Linked DNA regions of Mus musculus: all the other regions are linked to region 3. A link is a contact called in public promoter capture Hi-C data. All regions are on one chromosome and are shown on one strand. Each heading gives the region's core, a stretch centred on a gene start, on an enhancer-like site or on the middle of the called end of the contact. The rest is flanking DNA. Distances are from core to core; before and after follow the strand shown. Region 1 holds the start of Vps8 (VPS8 CORVET complex subunit). Region 2 holds the start of Masp1 (mannan-binding lectin serine peptidase 1). Region 3 holds the start of Etv5 (ets variant 5).

Region 1 (4,583 bases), core at 2,084-4,583, 1.0 Mb after region 3:
ACCATGAGCCCAAGTAAGCCCTTCCTGCTCTCAAGCTGCTTTTGGTCCTGGGGCTTTTTCAGAGCAACAGAAAATAACTAAGACACTGTCATATGCCAAAGAGCTTCTTCCCACCTGAATCCAAGAGATTTATTTATTTATTTTTTATTTTTTTGAGATTTTTATTTTTAATCTAAGAATGTTCTCTCAGCTTTTGTATAACATGACACAAACTACATGATCTCCTGAGGTTTTCTGGTTTTCCACATTTACTCAGCCTACTCATGAAAACAACAGGGATATATCATGTACCTCTTAGTCTAAAGGTACTCGATTATCTACAAAAGAGAAAGAAGAAAAAGTATGAGTCCCATCGCTGGGGTATCCCATTCCACCATGTTCCCTGTGAGTGCAGAACAGGAAATGGATACCTGCAGTCCTTTTGGCCAGTCCCAGTTCATGCGTGACCCATGTACAGGCAACTGACCTCACCTGTGCTAACAAACAGCACTCTGCTCCAACGTGGGTCAAAAGCCACCTGCACTGGGATTCTTTGTTTGTTTGTTTGTTTGTTTGAGATAAGGTTTCTCTGTATCTCTGGAACTCAAGGAATTCAGTCTGTAGACCAGGCTGGTCTCGAACTCACAGAAATCTGCCTCTGGCCTCTGGCCTCTGGCCTCAGCCTCTCATTCCCAAGTGCTGGGAATAAAGGCGAATGCCACCACCATCTGGCCTACACTGGGATTCTTAAGAGCACAAGTCCGTCTTCCTGGAATGCCTCAAAGGTACTTTTTGGGAAGCTTCCACCCATGTGACTTTAGTGGTGCCCCAGCCATGTGCCCATGAGCCTAGCCAAAAAAGTATGCATTGAACATCTGTCTCCAATCTGGCCTGAATCAAGGTCCTTCCCGGAACTTGTAAATACTGAATGAAGGCAAGAGTTTTCTCTCACCTCTAGGGTACGCCAGCTTGAAGGAGCTGCCAGGAACCTGTTTTTCACACTAAGTAATGGAACAGAATGAGATACAATCAGAGACAGAGATGGGACCAAGATGCCGGAGGTCCTTTGTAAGATGGAGAAAGGAACCCAGAATCATTTATTTATGTAATGATACCCAATCCCTTCCCAGGTGTGTAAACCAATAAATCTCTTTCGTTTTAAGTGCATTTGAACTGATTTCCTGACACTTGTTAACAGAAAAAGGCCTAACTTTAAAACATGTAATTATCACCAATGTTATCAGTGTAAGTCTAAGACAGAAATCCAAGAGAAACCTATGGTTGCTGACTTGATCAGAAGATGTACTTAGGATGGCCATCTATATACAGGAAGGTAGCCCAAATGGTAACTCATGAATGACCTCATGAATATACTGGGAATATGAAACCTATTAAACAAAAGTTTAACATATCTCATTTAAGTCCAAAAGGCCACACTGGCCGGTTGGCAATGGAATACGCCTTTAATCCTAGCACTCAGGAGGCAAAAACAAGTGGATCTCTGGGAATTCAAGGACAGCCTGGTGTACTGGACAACCAAGGCTACACAAAGAAACCTTGTCTCGAGGAGGGGAAAAAAGGCCTTACTGAATTGAGAAGACAGTTCAGTCAGCACACTGTCAGCCCTGCAAGCACAAAAGTATAGTGATTTGATGGCATCTGTCATTAAGTCCCCAGAACACACAAAAAAAGCCAGGCCAATTGCGGCCCACTTTTGTAATCCCAGCACTAGGGAGGTGGAGATAAGCAGACTCCTGGCCCTAGGGACAAAAAGAAGAGGACTTCACAAAGTTGTGCTCTTACTGCCACATGTGTGCCTCTCAAGGCTTAGTCAGTAAAGTGTTTGAGGCACAAATATGAGAACCTGAGTTTGATACCCCAAAGCCTACACTTACAAAGCTGAGCATGGTGGTAAGAGCCTGTAAACCTGGAAAGGAGGGAGAGATGGAGACATGGCCCCGAAGGCTTATTAGCTCATCTAGCTGAATCAGCAGGCTGTGCCTTGAGCAATAGGTCCTGTCTCAAAATAGAGGGGTGGGAGAGATGGCTCAGCGATTAAAAAGGTATACTGCTCTTATATAGGGCCAGAGTTTGGTTCCCAGCACCAACACGGGGTAGCTCACAACAGCTCGTAACTCCAGCTCTAGGGCCTTACTTCTCCTATCCCAATGGCTAAAATGTTTATGGACTAGTGGGGATAACACTAAGAGTCACTAAGAAACCCCCAAATTCTGGAAGACAGAATGCACTCAACGACTGCCAACAGTCCAATTACAAAAGAAACATATAAAGAAAAAAAAATCAGCACCTTATTCTGTTAGAGGTCTGTAAAGAATTTTCTCACATAACTCAGTCACTTCCCGCATACAAGGCTCAACAGTTCAAACAAAACTGCTCCATTTATCTTTATTGTGTATTCTACAGACCAGGTCAGCTAGTGCTAGAGGAGTCAATACTTTTCTGCTTAGATGTCAACGTGAGCAAACCCATGACTTAAACACATGTGGGTTCCCCCATCCTCAATCTATATTGGAAGCACTTCAAACACAGAAGTGTAACATAAACCCACACACAACGATGTGCAATTTTCTCCCAAACAGAGACACCTGGAACAGAGTTAGCGGCACTAGCCAACATCTGTGCTTACGTTACTTGGGCTTTTTGGGGGGGGTTAGGGGGTGGGGTGTCCAGTAGAGTGGGCAGTACAGTAACAAGCATTCTGGCAAATAGAGCCCCGCCTACTTATGAGAAGGCTCCAGCAGCTACTCCGGATAAGCCAGTACAATCCTTCCATTGAAACATGTCCACTTAGTACACCCAAACTCTGGATTGCCGCGTGCCTCTGTCCCCCGAGTGCCACACCTAGACAACAAGCCAAGGCACAGGGGTGCCCCCCACCTTGCGGCCCTCGGATTGGGGCACACCTGGCAGGAGGCGAGGAGGAAGCGGCAGCACGGGCTGCACGTCAGTCGGACCGGGTGAGAACCTCCACGCCGTGCGGCGGGCGTGGGAGGGACAGCACCCACCTCCCGGCCGCAGTCCGGGCGTGAGCGCGCCAGTCCGGTATCCCCGCAGGCGGCCGGACCCGGGTGGAAACTGCTAACCTAGTGCGAAGTCAGACTCCTGAGCCAGCCCGCGGTGGCCACAGGGTCTGCGGGAGCCACTGGGGCGCAGCTCCGTCTGCGCACCCCTGCCGCGCCGGCCCGCACCCGCCGCCCCGCCCCACCCGTTCGGAATACGTGTTACCTGAGCCGGCGTCTGCCTTGACGGGACCCCAGCACACGTGACCCCGCGGAGGCCAGCCCACGCACGCGCAGTCTCGGCAGCTGGCGGGCGCGCTTCCGCTCTCTTCCCCAGAGACGCCCTGCACTGGGCGGTGCGAGCCTCTGCGTCACGCCCTCCTTAAAGGGAGACTCTGTCCGGCCTCCAGGGACGCTCAAGGAGCCCTGGCATCTGAGCCGGAGGAGTCTAGCAAATAGAGGTCCTCAGATTAAAAGGAACGTCCCTTTCAATCAGCTCACCTGAACTTCCATAAACTCACCCCAAAACGAGGTGTCAAGGATCGTCCAGCCATCAGGCGCGCAGGAGCCTGAGGCAGAAGGAGCATATTGAGTTCAAACTAGTCTGGGATACCGACACAGACCTGTCTCAGATTCGACAAATAGATAAATGGATGGATGGATACACAGTGCAGGGTTAGGAGTGGATATGGAATTCGTTTCGTTGGATTTGGTAGTGTCCACTAATTCGTTTTCTTTTGAAAGGTGAACACAGAATTGCTGGGTTTTGGTGGGTAATTTTGGGGGGAAGGGGAAACATTGTTTTTGCAAATAAGGATGGATACTGAAAACTTCTTTTCCAAATTATCATTTTTAGTTGTCATTGTTCCATCAAAAAATAATAGAGTGGGTCACATTATTAAATAGAGAAGGCATCTTTTTTTTCCCTAATATGCTACTGGAAAAAGCTATTTCAGGATAGTTTGGCGTTTACAATTGCCACTATATGGTATCATTAACCCAAGGAGGCAGATAACATAGTTGTTGGACTTGTCTGTGAGGGAGAAATGAGGAGGGAGAGTGTGGGAAGATACCTCAGGAGGAGTTACATTGAGTATCAACCAGGCTCACTGTAGGTCTGTCCTGTAAGTACATTAGGACTGTCAGTAAAGGCCAGCTGATCACAGTGACATAAAGAAACTATAGGGCTGTCATTTTTAGGGTCACGGATGAAGGAAAATAATCAACACCTTAGCTAAAAAAAAGGGGGGGGAGCAGGGAGTGAGGAGACTTCTGTAGGCAGGAGCCAGAGAGACTGCCTAACTGAGGGAACAGTGGGATTAGTTACAAGCCAAGGTGAGTTTAGGGACAAGTTGCTAGCCTGATGTGGCTAGGGTACAGGCAGTGGCTTCCAAACATCTTTAATAATCACTCACAGAAACACATTTCAGCCATGACTCTGTGTGTGTGAGTGTGTGTGTATGAGACACACACACACAGAGAAAGAGAGAGAGAGAGAGAGAGAGAGAGAGAGAGAGAGAGAGAGAGAGAGAGAGACCCGTCTAAAGTAGGTTAGACAGAATGGTGACACCAGAACCCTGAGCC
Region 2 (4,560 bases), core at 352-2,851, 1.1 Mb before region 3:
TCCTCATCACACACACTTACACTACATTATCAGCCAGAGCCTCATAATCATGCCAATCACACAAGGCTGGCACTCAGGAAAGCTAAACTGGAGAACTTGGAGGAAAGACAAGAAGGGGTTACAGTAAATGTCAAATCTTTGCTCCCCCCAAAATACGTCAAGGAGAGCTATCTCAGGGTGGAGAATGTGTTTGGCACCTTGATTCAGGTGGCAGGTGGCCTTCTGCATGACTGAAAAGCAGCTCATCCTCAAATTCTCACTTGTGCCTCGTTACAGTTTCCATTCAGCGAACAAAGAGATGGGATCTGAAACAGTGCTGTACGCAGCCAGGTTGGTCAGAAAACATAGATCACCGTTAAAGTCTGGATCAGCATCTAAAGCGCTTGAAATAGTTCAGGACTCGGTTTCTCTGTTAGTGGATGTATGTGGTTTGCAAACGCCACGTGCTCTGTGATACGTTACCGAGACGTGGTGTCATGGAACCCATGAGAGATGGACTTCTTCCTCCCTTCCTAAGTGTATGACCACTTCCTCTGGGCACTTTCTTTACTGGAGTTATAATGCTACCACAGGCCTGGACAAGGTTCTCGAAGGAACGAGTGGGGCCAGGGTTAGCGCCCAGTGGCTCTTCTAACAGCTGGCTTGAGGTGGCAATGGCTCCAGAAGTGGTAGTGGGATCCTGGATGCCTTGGCCAGTCCTATAATCTTGTTAAGACATCATTTTCCCACCTGGAAAAGATCCATCAGAGAGAACCCTCAGAAGTTTGTGGAAGTGATTTAGACAGCGTTTGTGCCTGGCGCTGAAATGATGCAGGTGAGCGGGCCCACCCACCTCACACGCCCTTCAGCGCAGGCTGCCACTTTTGTGTGTTGGGGTTATTACTGTGGAAGGGCCTCTGTCGGACTGAGATGTCGGACTGCAGAGATGATACTGTGGTGGAGTTACAGTAGGGGTTAGCTGTGGAGAGGGTTATATGTGGTGCTGTCTTTAGGAAGAGGGCTCTCTTATTACTCAGCTCAGCATAGATCTGCTGTACGTTTCTCTATGGGGCCTGAGGCACTGACAGCACACAGGCACAGTTCTTTCTAGATGCATGGGGCACCTGGCTCTCTGGCTTTGCTGAAGCCTTTTTCCCAACTGGGTAAATTAGATCTCTGCATGCTTGCAGTTAGACAGTGCCACGCAGCAGCCTTTCAAGTGGGGAGAGTAAGTAGCCAACTGCAGGAACTGGTGCTCCCTCACCAGCGGGGCCAGCCACGAGGTTTTCAGAAGGAAAAAAAAAAAAAAAAAAAACCTGTGGATGTCCACGAACAGGCTGAGGCTTGGAATCTGCCTTCTTTTTTATAATCTCCTAGAACTGCCTTTTTAGTTGGCTGTTTCTGTTTAATTGTTCTTTTGCTGGGGTCCTAAAGTAGAACAATTATAGCCATCAGGCAAGGGAGGCTGAAGAGAAATTACTCTCTCTCTCTCTCTCCTCTCTCTCTCTCTCTCTCTCTCTCTCTCTCACACACACACACACACACACCTCTAAGTCTCTCAGATTTTTTTCTCAAGGGCTGCAGTCCCTCCCTAGGAGGGGACTGGCTAACAGATCTTGCAAGGAAACAGTCTGTCAGGTCCCTCCGAGTGTACATAAGCTCAGACAGAGAGAGGAGAGAGGGAAAGCCAGAGGGAGAGGGGGAGAGGGGATCTGTTGCAGGCAGGAGAAGGCGTGACCTGAATGGAGAATGCCAGCCAATTCCAGAGACACACAGGGACCTCAGAACAAAGATAAGGCATCGCTGACACCACACCGGGGACTGGGACGAGCTCACAGACAAGTCTGGCAGAAGGAACCAAAGCCAGGAGCTCACAGAGCAGGAAAATGAGGTGAGTGCCTGGTCAGGGGACCGAGTGGAGAGCAGCCCGCTGGGTCTGACCTTGTCTCTAGGCAGACTCACCTGCTTATCCTCTGGGCGGCTGGGGATGGGGGAGTCTCATCAATCCTGGGGGCCCTGTCCCTGGGGCACCTTCCCAGGGACTCCGGAGAGTCGCAACTTGAAACCAGATAGTTTGTGCAAAGCCTGCTCCTGGCGAGGCTGAGGCTCAGATTTCTCTCTCTGCCAGCACAGGGTGCTGCCTACTGGCCAATGCGATCCTCCTCCTCCTCCTGCCCACAAGGCTGATTCTTCTTTTTGCTGCTCGGCAAAGAGCACTGATTTCTTTCTCCCAACACTTTGAGAGTTAGATAATGTGTTTGTGTGTTTATATTTTTTTTTTCTGACCGGAAAAGACAACAGTTCCCCCCACAGCCTCACTTGTGGTTTCTTGAGCCTTCAGAAGTTTGCCAGTTAAACCTCAATTTAGAAAACTAGAAACCTGTCCCCATTTTACAGTTCCCTATAAATTCTGCATTTCTCACTGAAATCAGAGGCAGCTGGTGACATGAATCAGGCTAGGAAATGCACCAAATGGCTCTTAAAGAGACACCACAGTTTTTTTAAGGAGCATGTGGGATTCAGAAACCTACCACTTTAAATTCTAATGGGCTTGAAGCTCTTCAACCTTCCCTGTTTCTTGTGTCCCTTCATGTTCCTCACCAGGCATTTCTTATAAGCTTTACCAGAGTCTGAAACCCCAACTATCCTAATTATTGTTATCACTTGTAAGTGTCAAAAAGAGCAAGGAAACACACTCTGGAGATGTGTTAAGTCCCTACACACCTATTTTCCATTCGCTTTCCTTTAAATCAGGAAAGTTTCTATTTGTTTCTTTTCTTCAGTCACCTGGTAACTTGCTCAGTCCAGGGCCAATAAAGAGTGAGCTTCCATCTGTGTAACTTTGGATTGCATTGACCTATGCCTAGGAGGAAGAGCTGTCTCTAAAAGTTCATTCCGTCATTCTGATCTTGTAAAGTTGTCCTTTGGTTTTGTTCATTTTTCCCTTCTTCTGAAACAATGGCTTTTCTTCCTTTGTACTGTGGAATGATATTCTGCCTTACCTGTGCCTCAGCCATCCCAAAAGCTCACCGTTGTATATGCTTAACCCTCAATTTAGGACAACCCTCCCAGGTATTTCGCTCAACATTGTGTCCTCGTTTCTGATCTCCATCCCTCAGACATGGCATCTCTTCCTTTGTTCTCATCTGTGGCCATATTTCTTGTCATCTCTGGCGTGGCTACTGATTTAAATGTCCACTTCCCACTTCCGAGGGATGTAACCAATGTCTTCATCTTTGTAGGTCTTCATGGTCATGTGACCAGCACCTAACATCATGTTCCTTTCTAGTAGAAATTCAGTAACTATGACAGAGTCGAATTCAATTACTGAATATCAAAAAGAAGTTCTAGGAAAGTGTCCTGCTGGCTGTCTCTCAGGGGTCTGGACTCACAGGCACACAGCACTTGAGTCACTTTCATGAGCATTGCTTCATCCTGGCTTCGGGTTTCATGTGACATAAGGATTAATGGGAACATGAGATAGAAGCCATTAAGCAACTTGCCCAGGGCCACACTGATGATCTGGAAAAGGCCCAGACTCATTCTTGTGTCTTTGGGCTCCAATCATTTTCCTGATATATTCTATGAGGCTCTCAATCCCAGCTGCAGATTACAATGGTCTATGGTACTCGAGGAATGCCAGTCCCCAGGCGATAGAACAGAGTTTCGTGCACAGGGGAGGGGTTCAAACATTAGTATTTTTTTTTAATTTCCACATAAAGCTATGGGGTTTTTTTTTTAATTATTTTTTCACAGGATTAATTGCTTTGGCCAGATGCCTGGGCATGATACGGGCATGGATCCAACTTCTTCTCTGAGCTTTTGTTATTCTTTTCTTCTGTTGGAGTTAATTCACCATATGGTATTTGGCATGATATGCCATCTCTTAGGATATACTTTTCATCGTCTGTCAAGTGAGGCTGGTGGGTAAGGGAGCTCTGTAGTCTCTTCCAACACTGAATCTTAAAAATGGAGTGTTGGTGGCGTGTACATTGAAATGAGCGGAGCAAATGGAGAAGCTAGGGCGTGCCCCTGACGCCACAGTCTGACTCTCCTAGCTTCTTTATGTGTCTCTGATGGCCTGCTCTTATCACGGAGACTGTGAAATCCCAGCTCTCTGTATCACTTTTGACATTTCAAACAAATGCAGCTCGACTGTTTTTGATCTGCTGGGGGAGAGATAACAGGTGTCAGGACTTATACAGCCGGTGCCTGGTGCAGAAGAAGTCAAAACAGGATTGCGATGAGAAGCGAACGCTGCCGTGTGCCTCCTTTGGTTCACAGCCCCTAAGGCAAGCAAGCAAGCATATGTTTCAGCCTCTCACATGAATGGAGATATCTGCTTCATGCATCTAAGTCTGTCTCGAGATGCAAAGAACAGAACACTCCACAGGCTTCTCGTGTACGCACATTCACCGGCTGCCTAACCGCACAGGGCCCCGAGGCCTGGGCTGAGGGGTCAGTCAGATGCCAGCCTCAGCAGAACTGGCCTGAGGAGGCTTTCTCCTCTGTGTGTTCTGGGGAAAAAGCACATGGGGAGAAAGTCGACCTTTCAGCCTTGTGCAATTCAGTTGTCACTAT
Region 3 (4,129 bases), core at 594-3,093:
CCTGCACTGGAGCTGATACAGCAAGCCACAGAACTTTTAGAGGACTGGGATCTGAGACAATTAAGCAAAGGGGAGTAGGAAATTCTTGAAGAAATTTCAACCAGGCAGGAGGTTGGCCTGGGATGAGAACAGGGAGGGATGGCGGTGATGGGACCAAGCCGGTGAGAGAGGATCTGGAACTAGTGTGGGCCTTGCTGAATTGAAAGCCTTCAGGACGTCAGAAACAAGCTGGGAACACGGGTACAAGAGGACAAACTCTATAGCCACCAACTAGAATAGGAGCTAAGGGAAGCACTGTGCTCAGGCAGGAAATTAAATATCAAGGAACTGCTCGTTAAAAGTTCAAAGCACCTGCCCACACTTCAACTGGTGCCCTTCCCAGTCTCCGGCAAAACCGATAACTCAGCCCACTGAACCTGGGTGCAGGTCTCATCCCAGCATTCAAACTGGTCAAGGACTGTAATCAACACACCAAGTACCAGCTCTGATCCACAAGCTTAGGGGGGAAAGGCCGCGGACTAGAAATCCACACCACGTGTTTCACTGTGGGGCACTGGGCACCCTTAGGGTAACAACTTGGGACCCGCTTTGCTGAGGCTCAACTCTCCAAACGCTGACACCTTGCTGCCCGGTTAGTAGAGAACAGAACTCGTTCACAAGCACCCTAGCGTCCTTGGGAAAAGAAGAGAACGGCCATTGTCGGTGGCAGGAGCAGGACGAGGAGTTGGAAGGGGCAGAGGATTGTTTTATTTGTTTCCTGGAACACCCTGTTAAGAATCTCAACAACTGCAGTCAATGCCCGATCCTTTGGCAAGCAACACTGCTTCTCCCGGTTCCCAGCTGCACGGGATCTAATTCGCAAACACACCATCTTGCATTCAACACTTAAATGGAAAACAAGCAGCCCGGGAGAGAAGCAAGCGGTCTAACTGCACGCACGTTTCAAAGGGATTTGTGCTTCCAAGGCCCTCTACCGGCCCGGTGCGATCCACGAACCGGGTTTCTGGCTGTAGCCTCTTGCCTGTAGAGCTCAGAGGCAATTATTAGCCCGAGAAGACGCGATCGGGTCGGGCCTTAGGCTTTGGCAACATGGGTACATCACTAAGATCTGGAAAAGCTCAGGTTTTTAAAGGAAGGTAACTACTTTTTTTTCCCACTGGAAACCTGGTTTAAAAAAAAAATTAAGGCTTCTCTTCAAGGTAGCTAAGATTAGAGGGCTCGGTTTCCGTTTTTTGTGTTTCTATGGGCCGAACGCCCAGGCAGGGTCAGCGAGTTTCTGTGTGTGGAATGACGAATTCCTCTCGCCTGAGTTCTAAAATGATAACTTAGCTCGCTGCTGCAGCTGCGAACGCCTGGCGCCAAGCGGCCCCGCGCGGGGGTGGCGGGAGGAGCGGTGCAGGCCGAGGCCAGGGGGAACTTCGCGAGTGGCCCCTTTAAGAGCTTCACTGACTCAGCTAAGCTTCCCCCTCAGGTCGCGTTTTTTATGAATGAAAAACGTCCTTACATTCATTATATAAACAAGCCGGTGCTGATTGGTCAATGGCGCCCAGCGCATAAATTATGTAAAACAGACCTCTGAGGGCGTTGAGGGAGGCCGACCGTTAGCCAATGGGCGCCGCAGATGATGGGGCGGCCCAGCTGGATTTGCCTGAAGACAGGGTAAACAAGAGGTGATGGGCAGCCGCGGGGATGGCCGCCGACCAATGGGGACGTGTGTGCTCTGGGCTGCGGGCCAATGGCGGCGGGCGGAGCCGGCGGGGGCCGGGCCAGTGCTGCAGCGGGTTGCAGGGCGGCGCAGAGTCCGGAGGCCGGCGCGCAGAGCGGTCTTCATCCCCGATCGCTGCGGCCCAGCCCGCCACGGAGGCGCGCAGGCGGGCGCGCGGAGTGGCCGCTCAGGTGCGGACTGGTTCTGGGTCCTCAGTTGGGCGTGCTTGGGGTGACTCCCGGAGCTAGCCGCCCCCTCCCCCCGAGGCCCGGTTCGGTTCGGTTCCTGGGAGGCTTCGGGCGGGGGCGGCTAGCGGTTCCGGAGCGAGCGGAGAACGGGTTTCCGCACGCCGCGGAGGAGGCACCCGGGGTGCTGGAGCGGGTGCAGGGAGCGGGGTGCCCGGCTCAGGCTACAGAAGCGGGGTGCAAGAACGGGGTGCGGGGCGCGAAGTTGTGGGCCCCCGAGGGCCCTGGGAGGCTCGCGAGAAGAAACGCTCCGCGACTCTTAATATGGGGGGTGGGGGGAGGCGAGCAGCAGTTTCAGGGGTTCTGCTTCAGAACCCCGAGAGTTAAATGACACCGACATGTGCAGCCTGAGGGTGCAGGATCTGCCCGAACTTCTGCAGGCCTGGCAAGTTGGAGACTGGGCAGCGGGCCCGCAGCCCCCCACTCCCTCCTCTTAGGGCTGAGGGTATTGGGGCCGCCTGAGCCACGGCCTGGGGGAAGAGAGAACCGGTTCCGAGGCTGCCGAGAGTGTGCTGGAACCTCGTGAATGATTCGGGGTCTCCCCCGCAAAGGGGGTACTGATTAAGTAGGGGGTGATGAGGGGAGGCGGCATGTGTGATCAGGAGCAAATGAGGCTGCTGGTATCGGCCAGCGCTGCACCTCGTTTTCTGAATGTGGGTGACTTTATGAATGAAGCAGGTTTCTTTCTTGGGCTCTGAGCTCTGAGGCTTTTTTTTTTTTCTCCCTTTTTTTTTTTTTTTTTTGTGAATGAAGCATTGAGCTTTCTTCCTAAAACGCTGGGGTGAGGGGCCTGCGTCGGAGGCTAAGCGTGCGTTGGGAGTGGGGGCGGGGGCGCAGCTGAAGGAGTTTTCATGAATGGGAAGGCTGGGAATTGGGTGGAAGTGTGTCTTGTTTTGTGAATGGGGCCGGGCGCGAGGGATCCAGTTACAGCCTCTACCTGCGGTGGCGGCCGCGGCTCCATCTCCCATTCATAAAACCAGGCTCGCTGCGCGCCACGGGGAGGGGCCTCGATCCGGTCGCTGCGCCCAGTTAAAGTTTTCCTGGGGGCACCCTGGATTTGGGGGCTGGGGGGGGGGAGCGACTACGACGACACAAAGGAAGTGGTTTAAACTCCAGGATGAACCGAAGCCTTCCCTGCAGGCTTTTAAAAGATACTTTGAACACGACGTTTCCAGCTCTTGAACTCGAAGGGCTGCTTAGAAGATCCTTGCTGCTGCTTTTGGAATCTCTTAGGGAAGTTTCTTTTTACCGATTTTTTTCAAAGGATATTTTTTTGCGCATCATGAGCTTCTAAAAATATTTTATCCTCTGGTTTTCCTACACGTTGTTCTCTTAACCCACAACAGACATTTAAGAATTTCTGAGGCCACAACTTAGTCAAAATTTTTAAAAATACAGCACAGAATTCTTTCTTCTCCACAGTCTACTAAAGATTCTCAGATTTGGGTCCTGGTTGGTGACATTCAAGAGAGGCCTCATTCTGAACGATGTTTGCACTGTGTGGAAGGAAGGCAAGCTGGCAGAAGTGTTTTTCTAGGAAGTTGCGAACTCTCTTTCCTTTGACTTTGAAAATATCTGATTACTTGGGCCAAGTGCTGGCTGTGAAGGGTTTTCTTGTATCCTGCTCACTTATGAAAATTTGATATGGTGCTCACAGCGTGAAAAACAAGTCAGATGGAAATGGTTACTGTGAAAAGTGTTCCCTAGTTTGTGTACAACTTAAAAGAAAATGCTAGTTAGGCCTGTCTGTTATTCAGACCTGAGGTGAATAAATACTTGTTATGCCCCCATTATTTTGACCTGAGTTTTTATTTGGAAAATTAAGTGTTTAGGAAGGTAACACCTAAACTTGCTAGCTAATTCCTCCCACGCTAGAAAAGTGTCTCCCCTCTTGATTTAGTTCCAAGCCCAGCTCTTACCAGTGGTTGACTGATTTTGTTGAAGATTTGAGGTCATTGTAGAACAGGGAGTTTTCTTTTCATGGATATTTTTGCATTGAAAGATTTCAATGACGGTGTTTTGTTTTTCTGTTTCTTTTCCTTTTTTTTTGGCCTTTTGGTAGAAATGTTTAAATATGTGCAGTGGAACTGAATTTCCTTTATCTCTCATTTTTATAGATGTTTTATTTTAGAAATTGAGTAGATGGCAGCTAATCTTTGTAGGTTGCCATGGAGATGCT

The links. Promoter capture Hi-C pulls out the DNA fragments that hold promoters and counts their contacts.
Region 1: a contact with region 3 is called in a promoter capture Hi-C map of pre-B cells, with 3 times the contacts expected there. The contact joins the promoter of Vps8 here to the promoter of Etv5 in region 3. A contact is called at or near these places in 2 of 39 promoter capture datasets (liver and pre-B cells) and 1 of 9 other capture datasets (liver).
Region 2: a promoter capture Hi-C map of the SN4741 cell line shows a contact between it and region 3, with 5 times the contacts expected there. The contact joins the promoter of Masp1 here to the promoter of Etv5 in region 3. A contact is called at or near these places in 1 of 39 promoter capture datasets (the SN4741 cell line) and 1 of 115 datasets of contacts at active chromatin or transcription factors (microglia).

Annotation. Positions count from the first base shown.
Region 1 is chr16:21,421,868-21,426,450 of GRCm38.p6, reverse strand. Vps8 (VPS8 CORVET complex subunit) reads right to left here and starts at 3,333. Exons shown (of 47, transcript NM_001285893.1): 1 at 3,226-3,333.
Region 2 is chr16:23,517,856-23,522,415 of GRCm38.p6, reverse strand. It overlaps Masp1 (mannan-binding lectin serine peptidase 1), which reads left to right and starts at 1,601. Exons shown (of 11, transcript NM_001359083.1): 1 at 1,601-1,870. The coding sequence starts at 1,866. It also overlaps a transcript of Rtp4 not described here.
Region 3 is chr16:22,437,284-22,441,412 of GRCm38.p6, reverse strand. Etv5 (ets variant 5) reads left to right here and starts at 1,843. Exons shown (of 13, transcript NM_023794.2): 1 at 1,843-1,896.